2 separate regions of the Danio rerio genome follow, and region 2 is linked to region 1. Evidence: chromatin contacts called from public HiChIP or PLAC-seq data. All regions are on one chromosome and are shown on one strand. Each heading gives the region's core, a stretch centred on a gene start, on an enhancer-like site or on the middle of the called end of the contact. The rest is flanking DNA. Distances are from core to core; before and after follow the strand shown. Region 1 holds the start of fbxw11b (F-box and WD repeat domain containing 11b). Region 2 holds the start of LOC100006777 (protocadherin-10).

Region 1 (7,520 bases), core at 3,447-5,946:
TCACATCAGCTCAGCTGCTAGCGCAAGGGATCTTCCTCATTCATTATTCGCTTGCTTTCTTTTTCTTGCACGAACAATTCTTTTTGTCAGCTGTGTTGCTTCTCGATTCTAAGATACCATTTGCATACTTATTGTTAAACCCTGCTTTTAAGAAAACTAAAATTTTTGTGGGAGTGGCTAGTGAGTGTGTCTAACCCACAACCGCTAAAATCTACCCGTATTAACATAGCTTTAATTTATTTTTAACGCCTAATTTATGTGTCTACAGGCTCTAACAGCCCTCCTGTCAGACGACAGCAAATTTGGCTTCATTGTGATTGATGGTAGTGGTGCCCTGTTTGGGACTTTACAAGGCAACACAAGGGAGGTGCTGCACAAATTCACTGTGGACCTGCCCAAAAAGCACGGTAAAGCTTGTCATCAAACTGATTGCTGAGGCTTCTTTTTTTTTTTTTTTTTTTTTTTTTTTTTAATAGGGTCCTAATTGTACTATTTTACATGAACTGTTTACAGGTAGAGGAGGACAGTCCGCTCTTCGTTTTGCTCGTTTAAGAATGGAGAAGAGACATAACTATGTGCGTAAGGTAGCGGAGACGGCTGTGCAACTATTTGTGTCCAATGACAAGGTCAACGTGGCAGGACTGGTTCTCGCTGGATCGGCCGACTTCAAGACGGAACTCAGCCAGTCAGACATGTTTGATCCGGTATGCTCTCTTAGCAGCGATTGACTCGTGAACTTCATTCAGAATTCTGTTCCCTTTCTGACTTTGGTTCATCTGCACATGTAGAGGTTACAAGCGAAGGTTCTGAAGCTAGTCGACATATCGTATGGAGGAGAGAACGGTTTCAACCAGGCCATCGAGCTCTCGGCGGAAGTGCTGTCCAATGTCAAGTTCATCCAAGAAAAGAAACTAATAGGTAGCTAATTTAAGTAAGGTTTACAGGCTTGATGAATGCAATAGAATTATTAAGAATGTTTTATTGCTTAAACGCTGCCTTTAGTGACACCTTATATAAACTATGAAGAATGTAGTCGCTTGCCTATTTTTTTTTTTTTTTTTTATATTTTTTGGCCTTACATGACTCATGTCTCTAATTTCAGGTCGATATTTTGATGAGATCAGTCAGGACACAGGGAAATATTGTTTCGGCGTTGAAGACACACTCAAAGCACTGGAGATGGGTGCAGTGGAGATCCTTATAGTTTACGAGAACCTGGACACTATGCGTTATGTCCTACGCTGTCATGGAGAGAATACTACACCGGAAAATGGTACACACATTTGTACCTCCTGTGGTGTTAAGTCATGATGTTGTTAAACTAAAAGTACTTGCTCATTTCAGTTTCATTACTTTTTTTCATTATTTTCCAGATGAAAAGATCCTCTATCTGACACCTGAACAGGAGAAGGACAAGTCTCATTTCACTGACAAGGAGGTAAATAAAATAATTTCAGCTTTAAATTATTTGTAATATATGAATCAGCCATTTTATTTTTCATTATGCAAAGTGAAATCAGAGCACTGCTGGATGCAACATTACTTCCTGATCCACTTTTGTATATTTAAGTGCCATTATATTATATCATGGCCTGAAATTAGATCAGCAGCCTTTATTACATGTATTATATTATTATTTTATTATTACTGTATCATCAGCCCATAAAAAAGCCACATTGCTGTTCCACTATAAACAGTCTTTTGAACAATTGAGTGGAACTTTTGATGGCTAAACCAACAGTCCACTTTTTCAGTAGCACAGGTTTTGCAAGTATTTTTCCCATAGGGATTTTGAAGTTTTTGTTAAACCATTATAATCCACTCACCGAGCCAACCAGCAATTAAATGAATCACTAGAATACAAACTTCAATTTGAAATGCAGTCTTTAAATATTTAACTATTTCTGTGTGCTCTTAGGGAAGATTTACAATCCTGTAGTTGTGATTGGCAATTATGTTTGATGTGAAAACGTAATAATTTAATGTTCTTGCAAAGTGTGCACTTTATATACAAACGGAGTCTTTATTTCGATTACTCTCTGGAAAGGAATGTATTTTTTTATCTGTTATCTAAATCTGTAGAATAATGCTGACAATAATTTTAAATACACTTTGTTGGACCCTTTTACGTAATATTTACTTTTCCATATAGCCAGTGTGGGCTTCTAGGTAAAGTTGTATAATGTTAACAGTCCTGTATGTGTTTGTTTTAGACTGGTCAGGAGCATGAGCTGATCGAGAGCATGCCGCTGCTTGAGTGGTTTGCCAATAACTACAAGAAGTTTGGGGCCACGCTGGAAATTGTTACAGACAAAAGCCAGGAGGGCTCGCAGTTTGTGAAAGGCTTTGGAGGCATCGGTGGTAAGAAAATTTAAATAATAAAAAAAATTAATATTGATTGTTTCAATTAGAATTGGTGATATTGACATATCTTGTTGTCCTCAGGAATCTTGAGGTACCGGGTGGATTTCCAAGGCATGGAGTACCAGGGAGACGACGATGAGTTCTTTGATTTAGATGACTACTAGGTAGTCGGGACTGACATAAAATTCAAATATAAGATTTTCCCCCCTTCACCTACCCCGCAAACGGCAGGGGAGCGAAGGAGATCGAATCAGCAGGAGGGAGAATGATGAGAAAATGGCGGATGGTCTGCGTGTCCCTGGCTTTAGAATACAGCGACTCCATCTCTGGACTGGAAGAGACTGAGTTTTCTCCTCTCCACTAATTACTGGGTCATCGCAACAAGCATGGCCGTGGCCCGTCTGCCTGTCCTGCCTCAGCTCTTCACGAAAACACTCTAGGCTTTCAGATCTACTTTTTTTCTTCCCTTCTAATCTCACTCCTTTCTTCCTTTGCCTCTCCTTTTATAATGGCATCTGCTGCTGTTGTATTTTATTCAAATGTATTATATTTTCTCTTATTCAGTGTATGAAGAAAGCAGTAGCAAACGATTAGATCCATACTGCTTACCTAGCCACCTCAAGCCCATTGCCAGGCCTGCGTTCTAATTCCCTGGTTAGCCCACACTTGATTTGTTGCCTTGTTTTCTGCTGTAAACCAGTGTGGTGGTGGTGGTGATGCACTCTGAGCCAGCGGTACACCCTGCTCCTCCTCCCATCGCAATGTGCCCACTTTGAGGCGTTTCTCGCTTTCAAACGGACCATAGAGTAACTGGACCCATCTCCATGAAGACCGAGAACCATCTTTCACAGTACATTGCCCTCACTTGTTTTTTCCTCAGCTCCCAGGAGATGCAACTTCTCGAAATAAACTATATATGAGTGCCTGAATTTTGCAGTTTGTGAGATGTGACAGCACAGTTGTACCAGCATCTGGACCGTAACTTCAGCCTCCTGCTGTTTCCGAACATAAAAATCTTTAGCTCGAGCCTTCAGCACTCATTTGGTTATACGATGGCTTTACCGGCAGAACACATGCATGGGAATGTCCATTTGGACCGATTATGGGGTGGGGGGTTACTGTGTTAACTGTGATGTGTGAGTGAGTAAACGTCAGTTCGGCTGTTTAATTCCCTCTTAGAAGTCACTTCCTGAGCCTGTGACCCACCACAGACTTACAAGCCTCTAATTTCTTTCCACTTTCTTTTTTGTCCAGTTATATTTTAACAGCAGATTGGTTTTTAGAAAGACGAGCCGCAAATCAGTGATTCTGGGCCTTTAACAATTGTGGCATGATTGGGTATTCTGATGCCAACTAAGAAAAATATAACCAAATAATGTAAAAGTAAAAAAAAAATAGAATTGAAACGTGGGCCCACGATATTTTAGCAAATATTATGTTGTATATTTTCTCATTTTCTTTGATCCATCACTATTTTGTATAAATCATTTGTTACATCTGGACACAGACATTAAACGTTCTCATTGTTTGCAAATTGCACTTATAGCTTGTTTATTTTGCAAAGCTATTCTGAGTTTTATGGGTTCAAAGTTTGAAAAGATTATTTCTAAAGTCTTTAGAAGTTGAGGAAGCTAATTAAATTCTTTACATTTCACTCATCTTGTTTCAAGCCTATGAGTTCATTTTTTTCTGTTAAATGCAAAAGGAGGATGTTTTGAAGAAAGTTGAAAACGTGTATACGTTATTTATTTTTCTTTGCATGTCAATCCTACAAGTTTACAGCATTCTTCAGACAATCGTTTTTTATTTAACAGAAAAACTCAAAAGACTTGTAACTACTTGAAGATGAGTGAATTTAGCTTAGAGGTGGATTATCACTTTAATAATTCAAATGGAAAGCTAAGGTTATTCACTTTTTATGCTTTTATTCATTTCAAAATTTATAGATGTAAAAAAATATATATATATATTGTCACCACCAAACGTCCAAGAATATTCCTCATAATATATGTGAATCATTGGGGATAACCCCATTCTTTACCCTAGCACCAGACGGCGCCCAATCCCTGTTGGTTTTACAACATGCACAAAACCCTTTTTGTCATTTGCCGACCAACCACAGATGTTCTTACAAATGATATCCCACTTCGATTATGACGTAGCGCGTCAGTACCCGCTTTGTACCTTAGCAGCAGAAATGACCCAATCACAACGCGGACAACGCCCATTTGTTCACGTTTGGTTATTAGACGTCCAATCGGGTGATCCGACTCATAGCTCACTCCCGCCGCCTTCTTTTGTGACGCGTTTGTGTCGCAGGGCGGGGTTTCCATTTTCACTGCGAGTTTCGGGGAACAAACATGGAGACGGAGATGGAGGACAAAACCTTAGAGCAGATGGTAAGTGTTTGGGCGCTCTTTAAACAACATTTTCTATCAGCGTCTTCACACTTTAGAGATTTCAAATACACACGTCAGGTTATAAACGCAACATGGTTGAATGTAGGCAGCTTGTGGAGTAGGTAGGGATCGGTTGTGGGGGAAGGAGGGGTGAGGAGAGAAATGGCTGGCTCGGCTGACAGGGAGGGCCCTACTGTGTACCGCCGCTTCCCTTGGTCGCTTTCACTTCTCCCGTGTGTTCCTCTTGATTAAACAGCTGAGGCGAGTATATAGGGCAGCAGTTGTTGTCGATGGGGGTTGAGGCTTTTTTAGCTAGAAGCGGAGGCGGAAAGAGGGAAACTGCCGCGGCATCGTGGTGAGTCTGAGTCTCATCGACTTTAGCCGGCGACTGGAGCTCTACTGCGGCGTCTCTGCGCCACTCAATCCAGCCCGAATTTTTGGATCCAAGACGAGTTGTGGTTAGAAAAACTCGCAGAAATAATAGCTTGGCGCAAAATTACCGTTTTGTATATACTAGTAAGTGTCTTTTTACTACTCACGACTCAATTTGACTGTAGTTTACAGCTGCGTAATAGGAAGTAACCGCTCGGGCTGTCAATTTCTAATGACGTTTCTGTTCCAAACGATGAGCGAATATACAAACATTGTGGTTTGTTGCTCGAGGAGTTGTTGAAAACAAGTAATTATATGTTTTAGTAACCAAAGATATTTGTAGTGAAATGCAGACATTCGTTGATGGTGAGAGAAAAAAGAATTATAGCAAGCAGCTAGGTGGCTAACCACATCAACCCATTAGCATTTGCAAGCTACTAACACTATCAAACAAAGTTTAACTTTGTTTAGGCTTAATGAAAGTTCTACAATAGCCTTTTTAATTTTAAGAAGGTTTATTATTACAATTTCACGTGAGCCACTTGCTATATTGAAATATGTTCCTTTAAAATACAAATGACTGATCCCTAATTGCATAAAAAATACTTTGAAAGTAACTTCATTACTTAGTAATTTGATTACTTGACTGCGTAAAGTATCTCTAAATCTCAACATGGACAATAGAAATTAAACTTTTACTTATTTAAATGCTAGTCCCTTCAGCTGTAAAATTTACAACTAAAGAAAAGTAAACTTCATATGCATTAACGCACTAAACATTTCAAAATAATGACATATTTTAAACATGCCATTTTGTATTTCATTTTTACCAGTTTATTAAGCATGTTCAGGTTCTTTCATAAATTGATTTATACAGAGCTGTTGTATTGACAGTATCTTAGGCAAGTACACTGTAAGTAACTAATTAAATGATCAAAATGTAAAGATTTTTTTCAGTTGAAAGATACATTTATTACAGTAACTAATTACAAACACTGGACACTACATGCTAAATACTTTTTTTCTTATTTCATAGACTTTTGAGACAATTCTAAGAAAACATCCACAAACACTTTTTTTCATCAGTGTATACATTTGTGTTTGTACATTTCAATTGTAATGCATATTTAAAATTTTAGTTTCTCTCATTCTCTGAGCCATTTGTCACTTCATAATTACTTGGATGCACTAAATTTTACACTATTATTCTTACCAAAGGTTTTTGCATAGGGAAATATTAACACCGATATTAGACAGTTAATATTTTGTCAAATATTCATGTCAGATTCTATTTATTATTGTTTTGTGTGGTCACATTGTTCTCTGAATTATGGGGCGATATCAAAAACATCCACCCCAAAAAGCTTTAAAAATATTAGCATGAATTTATGCTTTGATCCACTTCATCCAGTGTTAATTGTTTTGCCAGAAATTCATGCAGAATATTTATATTTTATTAGTCTCATATGCACTCCCCCCCCCCCCCCCCCTCCTCTTTTTTGCTTTATTAACAAGAACCAGCATAGAGTTTCATTATACAAAAAATCACTTCATTTTTTTTAAGAAAGATTAAATGGAAAAAAGAAGAAATAAAATAATGTATAAAAACAATTTTATGCGAAAATGTTAAAGGAGAAGCATATGGTAACGGTTTTAATTGCTTTTCTATTTTTAGACTTTGAAATCACTTTTATGTACATTTGAATCTCTTTTTTTTTCTAGCACCATGAAGAGAGGTTCGCTTTTGGCAAACTTGTATTCATGAATGTAAAATTTACATAATAATAAAAAAAAAGTTTATAATAAAACCAGCATCTTTTAAAGGGTGATCCTTAACATAACCAAAAATCATGTTTATAAGATAATGGAAATGATTTCAAAATTTTATGAGCAATAAAAACTTCAACATTAATCTAAAAGAAGTTGAGTATATCGGCAAGACCAAAATAAATATGAAATAGTTTCTAGTCTCATTTGCACATCTAACTACATTTTAGAAAAATTTTAATACTCAGTTTTTTTCATTTCATGTAATCAGCCATATGTGATATCTGTGTAGTCTTATGCTGAACTTTAGATAAAATACCTGTTCTGATCTTATACATTTAAATAGTGTGTTTTACATTTTTGAATATTCTCTTAATTAGTAAAGCTGTCTCTGGATTAATATCTGTACTAGTCAATACAATAACATTATAGAATCAGTTTTGCAAAGTGGATTTGATTCTTGTTGCCATGGATACAGTGAAAAGGGTAGGAGTGAATGCTCTTGAGTTTGTCCACTTGAATCGTGAAGCTTGAGGAAGATAGATAAATGGCTTTTACTCGAAGATAACAAGCCATGTATATTTGTGTGTGTGTGTAGACTGCTGAGAACTCTTAATG
Region 2 (7,520 bases), core at 2,893-5,392, 68 kb after region 1:
ATCCTGTTGGAAGCGGCTATCCCAAGAATTTTAAACATGAAAAGTTAACAGTGCAGAGATGAAGGTCCCATGATGGAATAAAAAAACGTAAATAATGAAAAATTAATTAACAAATTTTTTGGGAGTTCATTTGTATTACTGTCATATTTCTATCAGCTTGAACTAGTTTGGCTGTACTCTTCTGACCTCAAGGCATTTTTGTCCACTGAACTGCTGCTTACTGAATATGTTCTCTTTTTCAGATCATTTTCTGTAAACACTAAAAATAGCTGTGCGTGAAAATCCCACTAGATTAGCAGTTTCTGAGATACTCAGACCAGTCCATCTGGCACCAACTACACGATTCTCAAAATCACCTTTCAAGCTCAGTTTGACCTTCAGCAGATCTTCCTGACCCTCGTCTATGTCTAAAGGCATTGAGTTACTGCCAAATGATTGGCTGATTAGATATCTAGGTTAACAAACACTGATAATTATTAAAAGACATATGGTTTTTAAAAACTTGTGTAGAAATATAATTCCACCCATTTTGTAAAAATAAGCGGTACACAATCCTAAAAAGCTAGTAAATTTTACAACTAATTACAAAGAAATAGCAAAGTATAATATATATATATATATATATATATATATATATATATATATATATATATATATATATATATACAATCGAAGTCAGAATTAGTAGCCCCTCTTTGAATGTTTTTCTCGTTTTTAAATATTTCCAAACTAATGTTTAACAGAGCAAGGGAATCTTCACAGTATGCCTTATAATATTTTTTCTTCTGAAGAAAGTCTTATTTGTTTTTATTTCTGCTAGAATAAAAGCAGTTTTAAATTTTTTTACACCATTTTAAGGACAAAATTATTAGCCCCTTTTAGGCTATTTTTTCCCAATAATCTAAAGATCAAAGTATCGTTATACAATAACTTGCCTAATTACCCTAACTTGCCTAGTTAACCTTAAGCCTTTAAATGTCACTTTAAGCTGTATGGAAATGTCTTTAGTGAAATATTATTTACCGTCATCATGGCAAAGATAAAATAAATCAGTTATTAGAGATGAGTTATTAAAACTATTATGATTACAAAGAAATTATAAGGTTCTATCTGACATTTTTGTCAAAATTGAGTTATTGACATATTCTTATTAAATGACAACTTATTTACATTATGGGATGTTTTTTTATAAGTTGTTTACATTTTAAGACTTTTAATGAAAACCAAGTTTAAAATTAAAGCTTATTTTTTTCAAACATTGCAAGGCTGCTAAACAATAGTTTAAACAATGTTCAAACCATGTTTTAGTATTTCCTTCGGTCAGACAGCAAAGCACTAATAATAGTAATGTAATGTTAAATAATTTGCTGACAGAAGAAGTTTCCACAAAAACAAAAATAGTATACTGATTAAATGTATACTATAAAGTAAAATGTAATTATTACATTTAATAAAAAAAAGAAAATATATATATTATTTATATATGTACACTGTTCACAATCTCATGTAGAATCTACAGTAACTTACTGGCAGCAGTTTGCCAATAACTTACTGTAAATTTATTACAGCAAAAATGTATTTGCATTTGTATATATATATATATATATATATATATATATATATATATATATATATATATATATATATATATATATATATGTAACTAACTAATTTGTTAATGTATTTTTTAAATCAATATTTAAATAAATCAATAATTTCCCCGAATTTAAAATAATTTACTTTTTAATGTTTAGAGGTAAAATTACAATTATCTTTTCTTTTTTTTCTTTTTTTCAATTGTCGAGCTCTTCTCTGTAGACTCAGACCCTTTGGATTAGAAACAGTGGGTCGGTTGTGTAGCCTAATACTGTTGTAGGTCAATCCGCATTTATGGAGTTCACAGAAGGCTAATGTAGGCTGCAGACTAATTTAAAATCATTAAACCACTCTGGTAAAATCAATTCAGAGATTGTAGGAAAATGAGCCTTAATTAGTGGCAGTCTAATGTCTGGACCACATGACACCCGAAAATTTGTAGGGGGTGGGTTAAAAAAAAAAAAAAAACTTTTTATCCCTACTTCTCGTTATACCTCTCTATATTTATATTGCTGTTTTTTTTTGACCATACTAGAATTTAGAAAAGGTGTTTGGCATGAGCACCGACACTACATTTTTGCAGCCTTAAAACGTCCTAAAATAAGTGCAGAGAAAGGTGATTAATTAGTTAGCCAATGATTTTTCCCCTTCTTTCAAGCATTGTTTATATAATGTCAGTCTTTATAGGAGTATTCAGATGTTTGATGAACCAAGCTTTGTTGAAGTGAACTCGCATTCACTTGAGAAGTTAATCAAGAGTAACATTTTGGGCAGAATCTGATGGTACATTAACAAAATATGAATAGCCCTCCAATAATTATTGTATATCACTATAATCCATATTTACTGATTTGTTTTTAAGTGTAATTTTAGTTGCACTTCTTAAAACTGACCTAAAACTTCACTCCACTAGACCTAAACGACAATAAACATGAAGAACAGTTTACACCACACCACTCCACGTTCGTGTCCTCTTTTTGGCCATTAATGAGAGTAAATGTGTTTGTTTGGTGGGTCGATTTAAGTTGCTTTATTTCCGACTCGGCTCTATGCCATTTAGTATGCACTTAAGGTAATGGAAAGCAGAAAAATATCATGGGAACCCTGTAGTCTGCTGTTCAACCAATCGTGAACAGCTGGATTATGCCTCACAAAACCTTTTAATACCACTGTTCACTAATGATCCGGACCGGCGGCCCTTTAATCCCCACTACATTAATTAAAAAGAGCACGAGCCCTTGGAAGATCATGCCATCTGCTGCTGTTTCATTCCACAGACAGATTGTGTTTGGTGCTTATTTAAAACTGAATTTCTTTACTTGTCAGGGAAGGCAGGAAGAATGAGAAAGGGATAAGACTGCTGGAATTACAGAGAAACTAATTATGCTGAAATACCGTAAAGTCTTTGACTTAGCTTTGTTGTGCGCTCTGGTAGGCAAGCATGAATTTTGATAAAAACTTGTAGTTTGTGCAGTAGCTGAGAGAGCTCAAACAGACTGCAAGTTAAGAAAATGTGCAATTAGAAAAACACAATTTTAGAAAACATCTTCAACAATTTGACAACATGCTAACGCAAATTCTCATAACATACGGTATTATCTGAGAGGTGAGTTTAAGTTATTGTAATATCCAGGTTGTATGGGTTCTTGTTCTTTGTATATTATTGTAGCATTACAAATTACTCAATTAATGTTAAATTAAACTATTTTAATGCCATGCTAGCAAGAGTTTTATTTCATTTCACTTTAATTGTGCAGTTCATCAGATTATTAAGGCTAAAAATAATTAAGCAACAAAGAACTGATTAGTATGTTAAAAGCAATAAACTAAAAAGCAGACAGGTTTATCATTTTTTAAAATGTGATATTTGTAGAGCACTTCTGTATTTGCATGTGTTGTGAGAATAAAAAATCTAAAATATTAATTGAATTTTAAAAAACTAAAATATAGAAACTTATTTGCATTTTGGCCAATTGTTTAGACACCAACAATATTTTGCAGAATTCTGTGTCAGCGCCCCCAAAAAAGATAGCATCTAAACTACAATAATTTGTGTTGTGTTTTGATGCTTAGTTTAAAACATGACAGCCTAATTGTTGCCTCAGATTCCTCATATAAAGTCAGTTAATTTCGGATTAATTTATTACAAATATAAACATTACATTCATAGTATTAAGTGTTTTAAAGGTAGTCTGGTAACTGTTAAAAAATATGACAACTAGCTGGCAAATGTTAATAATTCTATATTTAAATTACATTTTAATAAAATGTATTTATTTATGTATTTATTTATTTTGTTTCCGTGTGCGTAATGGGAGACACATCATTAATCATTAATTAATCTAATATTAAATGTAATAAGAAATGCAATGAAAATGAGAACACAGAGGGGGGAAATGCATAAAAATAAGTGTTTACTGTTTACCTCCTCCCTTTCTGTCTCCCTCGTCCAAACACACGCACACTCTCTCACTCTGGCGCACGTGCCATTGGCCAAAGGAGCGCGCACTTGTGCTAAAGTACGCGGTTCAGTGACTTACCACTCCAATGTCCAATGTCAATAGCGTGGTCTTTCTCTCTCCTGATTTGAGTGTTTTTTTTTTGTTTTTTTTTGCTAAATTTATCTACCTTTTTAAAGCTATAACTATGCGTGTTTTGTTTGGTCTTTCACCTTAATGCGCGCGTTAGAAAGGAGCCTGTTTTAATGGAGAAGCGGATGTGGACATGGCAGGTAACCTGCCTGGCGCTCATCGCATCTCTGATGGATGTAGTTCTGGCACAGATTCGTTACACGATCCCCGAGGAACTGGAGCACGGGGCATTTGTTGGAAATATCGCGGAGGATCTGGGACTAGACACTAACAAACTTTCAGTCCGACGATTCAGAATAGTCTCGGGCGCAAAAAGACAATATTTAGAGGTAAATTTAGAAAACGGGGTTTTGTTTGTCAATGAAAGAATCGATCGAGAGGAGTTGTGCGAACAAAATCCATATTGTTCATTCCACCTCCAGGTTGTGATCGAAAACCCGTTGGAACTGTATAGGGTGGAAGTTGAAATATTTGACGTCAACGACAACTCTCCCGTTTTTCCATGGAGCGAGTTTAACCTGGATATCTCCGAATCTGCCGCGCCTGGATCACGCTTCCCGCTGGAAAGCGCGCAGGATCTTGATGTCGCGGACAACTCTTTGCGCTCGTATTTGTTAAGCGTAAACGAACACTTTGTCCTGGATGTCCAAACGCGAAGCGATGGGAGCAAATTCGCAGAACTCATCCTGGAAAGCCCACTGGACCGGGAGCAGCAGAAAACTCACCTTATGGTGCTTACAGCGGTGGACGGCGGCTCGCCAGAGAGATCTGGAACCGCGCAAATAAACATAACTGTACTGGATGCCAACGACAACGCACCTGTGTTCGACCAGAACTTTTATAAAGTAAGGCTGGCTGAAAACGCACCACGGGGAACAGTCGTAATAAAACTTAACGCCACCGATCTCGATGAAGGACCCAACGGGGAGATCACGTACTCTTTTAGCGGCCACGCGCCCATGAGAGTGCGCGAGCTGTTTAGCGTGGACTCTCGGACTGGAGAAATCAAAGTAAAGGGACTTATAGATTATGAAAAGGCACGAATGCATGAGATTTACGTGCAAGCCAAAGACAAGGGACCGTCCGCTGTAGCGGTGCACTGCAAAGTTATGGTGAACATCATAGACGTCAACGACAATCTTCCAGAAGTGATTCTCACATCTGTATCTACGCCAGTCCAAGAAGACGCGCCCCCCGGCACAGTGATCGCCGTCATCAGCGTCATGGATAAGGATTCTGGAGAAAACGGGAATGTGGACTGTGAAATTCCACATCATGTCCCCTTTCAACTTCATTCTTCTTTTAAAAATTATTATACATTGGTTACATGCGATTTTCTAGACAGAGAGAGCATTTCAGAGTATAACATCACTCTTACTGCGCGTGATATGGGCTCACCGCCTCTTTTTACGCGGAAAACTATTTTAGTACAAGTGTCAGATATCAACGATAACGCGCCGCGTTTCAAGCAGCCCTCCTACACGGTCTACCTGACCGAAAACAACGCACCAGGAGCATCCATCTGCACCATCACCGCGCAAGACGCGGACGCGGACCAGAATTCCTACTTATCCTATTCAATTCTGGAGAACGACATACACGGGATGCCAGTGTCCACCTATGTGTCCATCAACTCAGACAACGGCAACATTTACGCGCTGCGCTCATTCGACCACGAGCAGCTCAGAAACTTTCAAATCGTGGTTCAAGCAGAAGACGCAGGTTTCCCGCCTCTGCGCGCGAATGTAACCGTGAACGTGTTTGTTTTGGACCAGAATGACAACCCTCCGGTCATTGTGTCCCCGATGCCTGAGAACGACACTGCAGCGGTTGTGGTTGTCCCTCGATATGTTGACGCCGGATACCTGGTGGCGAAAATCACCGCCATGGACGCGGACGCGGGGCAAAACTCGCGTCTGTTTTATGAAGTCCTCCAAGCTACAGATGCTAGTTTGTTCAGCGTTGCCTTGTACACTGGAGAGATCAGGACAATTCGCCGGTTGATGGACAACGACCCCAGGAGACACAGGCTGGTGGTTTTGGTCAAGGACAACGGTCAGCCGCCGCTCTCGGCCACGGCCTCCATCATGTTGTCAGTTGTTGACAGTGCGCCAGAATCCTCGCCTGATTTTGGTGACCTCGCGCTCAGCCCTCACTACCGGTCAAACCTAACGCTGTATTTAATCGTGTCTCTGGGCGCAGTTTCATTCACATTTCTCGTGGCTATTATTGTCCTGGCTTCAATCAAGGGATGCAAGGACGGTAACTCGTGCTGTGGGTTTCATACGAAGGACTCCGAGAGCGAAGTCATTAAAAAGTCGAACCTAAACATTCACATATCACCGGGATCCATTAAACGGGATCAATTCAACGCGAACAACCCAATGGGCCCAAATTACTGCTATAAAATGTGTTTAACTCCAGAGTCGTCGAAAAGTGACTTCATGTTTCTCAAGCCCTGTAGTCCGACAGGAACATCTTCTCGAAACAACATTAAGGAGATTGAAAACAAAACCCTGACCTGGAGCTCAGGCAGCCACAGTACTAGTACAAGAAATGGGACGACCTCCCCAAACGAGGCAAGTAATCAATCAATCAATCAATCAATCAATCAATCAATCAATCAAAAAAGCAAGATCAACGGAGTAACCACTAGAGGGAGACTCCAGATATTTTTGTGCTTTATAATCAACCCAGAAACTGGTATTTATTAAAAAATAAAAAACAAGTAAGAACTAAACAACAACAACAACAATAACAATAACAACAACAATAATAATAACAATAATAATAATAATAATAATAATAATAATAATAAGAAGAAGAAGAACATAAGGTAATGATATGAACTGTAAAAGTAGATAATTACTAAATATTAGTAAACAAGATTTCTTAATAAATGCAATATGAATATTCATTCATTAATTTTCTTTTTTCCGCTTAGTCCCTTTATTAATCAGGGGTCACCACAGTTAAATGAACCACCAACTTATCCAGCAAATGTTTTACGCAGCGGATGCCCTTCCAACTGCAACCAGGGGGCGAATTACAGGGCGGTTTGGGGGGTCTGACCCACCTAATTTACGCTTGATCCCCCCTGAAGGACATCAAAACAAGATGGGGGTCTGCCCTTTAATAGTTATCAAATAGTTTGCTCTGATCTCTATCTTAAATAATATTCATAATTAAAATTATAGATAACTTCAACACCACCAATATAAGGGTTCATACCATTGTGAATGCAAGTTTGCGGCAACAATATTCATTCATCTGTTTAATAACAGCAAATCTAAAGCACCAAAAGACAGTCTAAATGTTTACGAAACAAGTTTC

Evidence for each region. HiChIP or PLAC-seq counts read pairs in DNA pulled down with a chosen protein or histone mark.
Region 2: an H3K4me3 HiChIP or PLAC-seq map of gastrula embryo shows a contact between it and region 1, with 2.5 times the contacts expected there. The contact joins the promoter of LOC100006777 here to the promoter of fbxw11b in region 1. A contact is called at or near these places in 2 of 4 datasets of contacts at active chromatin or transcription factors (embryo and gastrula embryo).

The regions. Positions count from the first base shown.
Region 1 is chr10:26,309,586-26,317,105 of GRCz12tu, forward strand. fbxw11b (F-box and WD repeat domain containing 11b) reads left to right here and starts at 4,697. Exons shown (of 13, transcript NM_213504.2): 1 at 4,697-4,763. The coding sequence starts at 4,725. etf1b (eukaryotic translation termination factor 1b) reads left to right here. Exons shown (of 11, transcript NM_201460.2): 5 at 269-407; 6 at 514-704; 7 at 789-918; 8 at 1,103-1,273; 9 at 1,374-1,438; 10 at 2,214-2,361; 11 at 2,446-3,898. The coding sequence ends at 2,528. The region is part of intron 5 of LOC141376355 (a long non-coding RNA gene); the gene reads right to left.
Region 2 is chr10:26,377,764-26,385,283 of GRCz12tu, forward strand. LOC100006777 (protocadherin-10) reads left to right here and starts at 4,143. Exons shown (of 4, transcript XM_021479329.3): 1 at 4,143-6,766. The coding sequence starts at 4,301. The region is part of intron 5 of LOC141376355 (a long non-coding RNA gene); the gene reads right to left.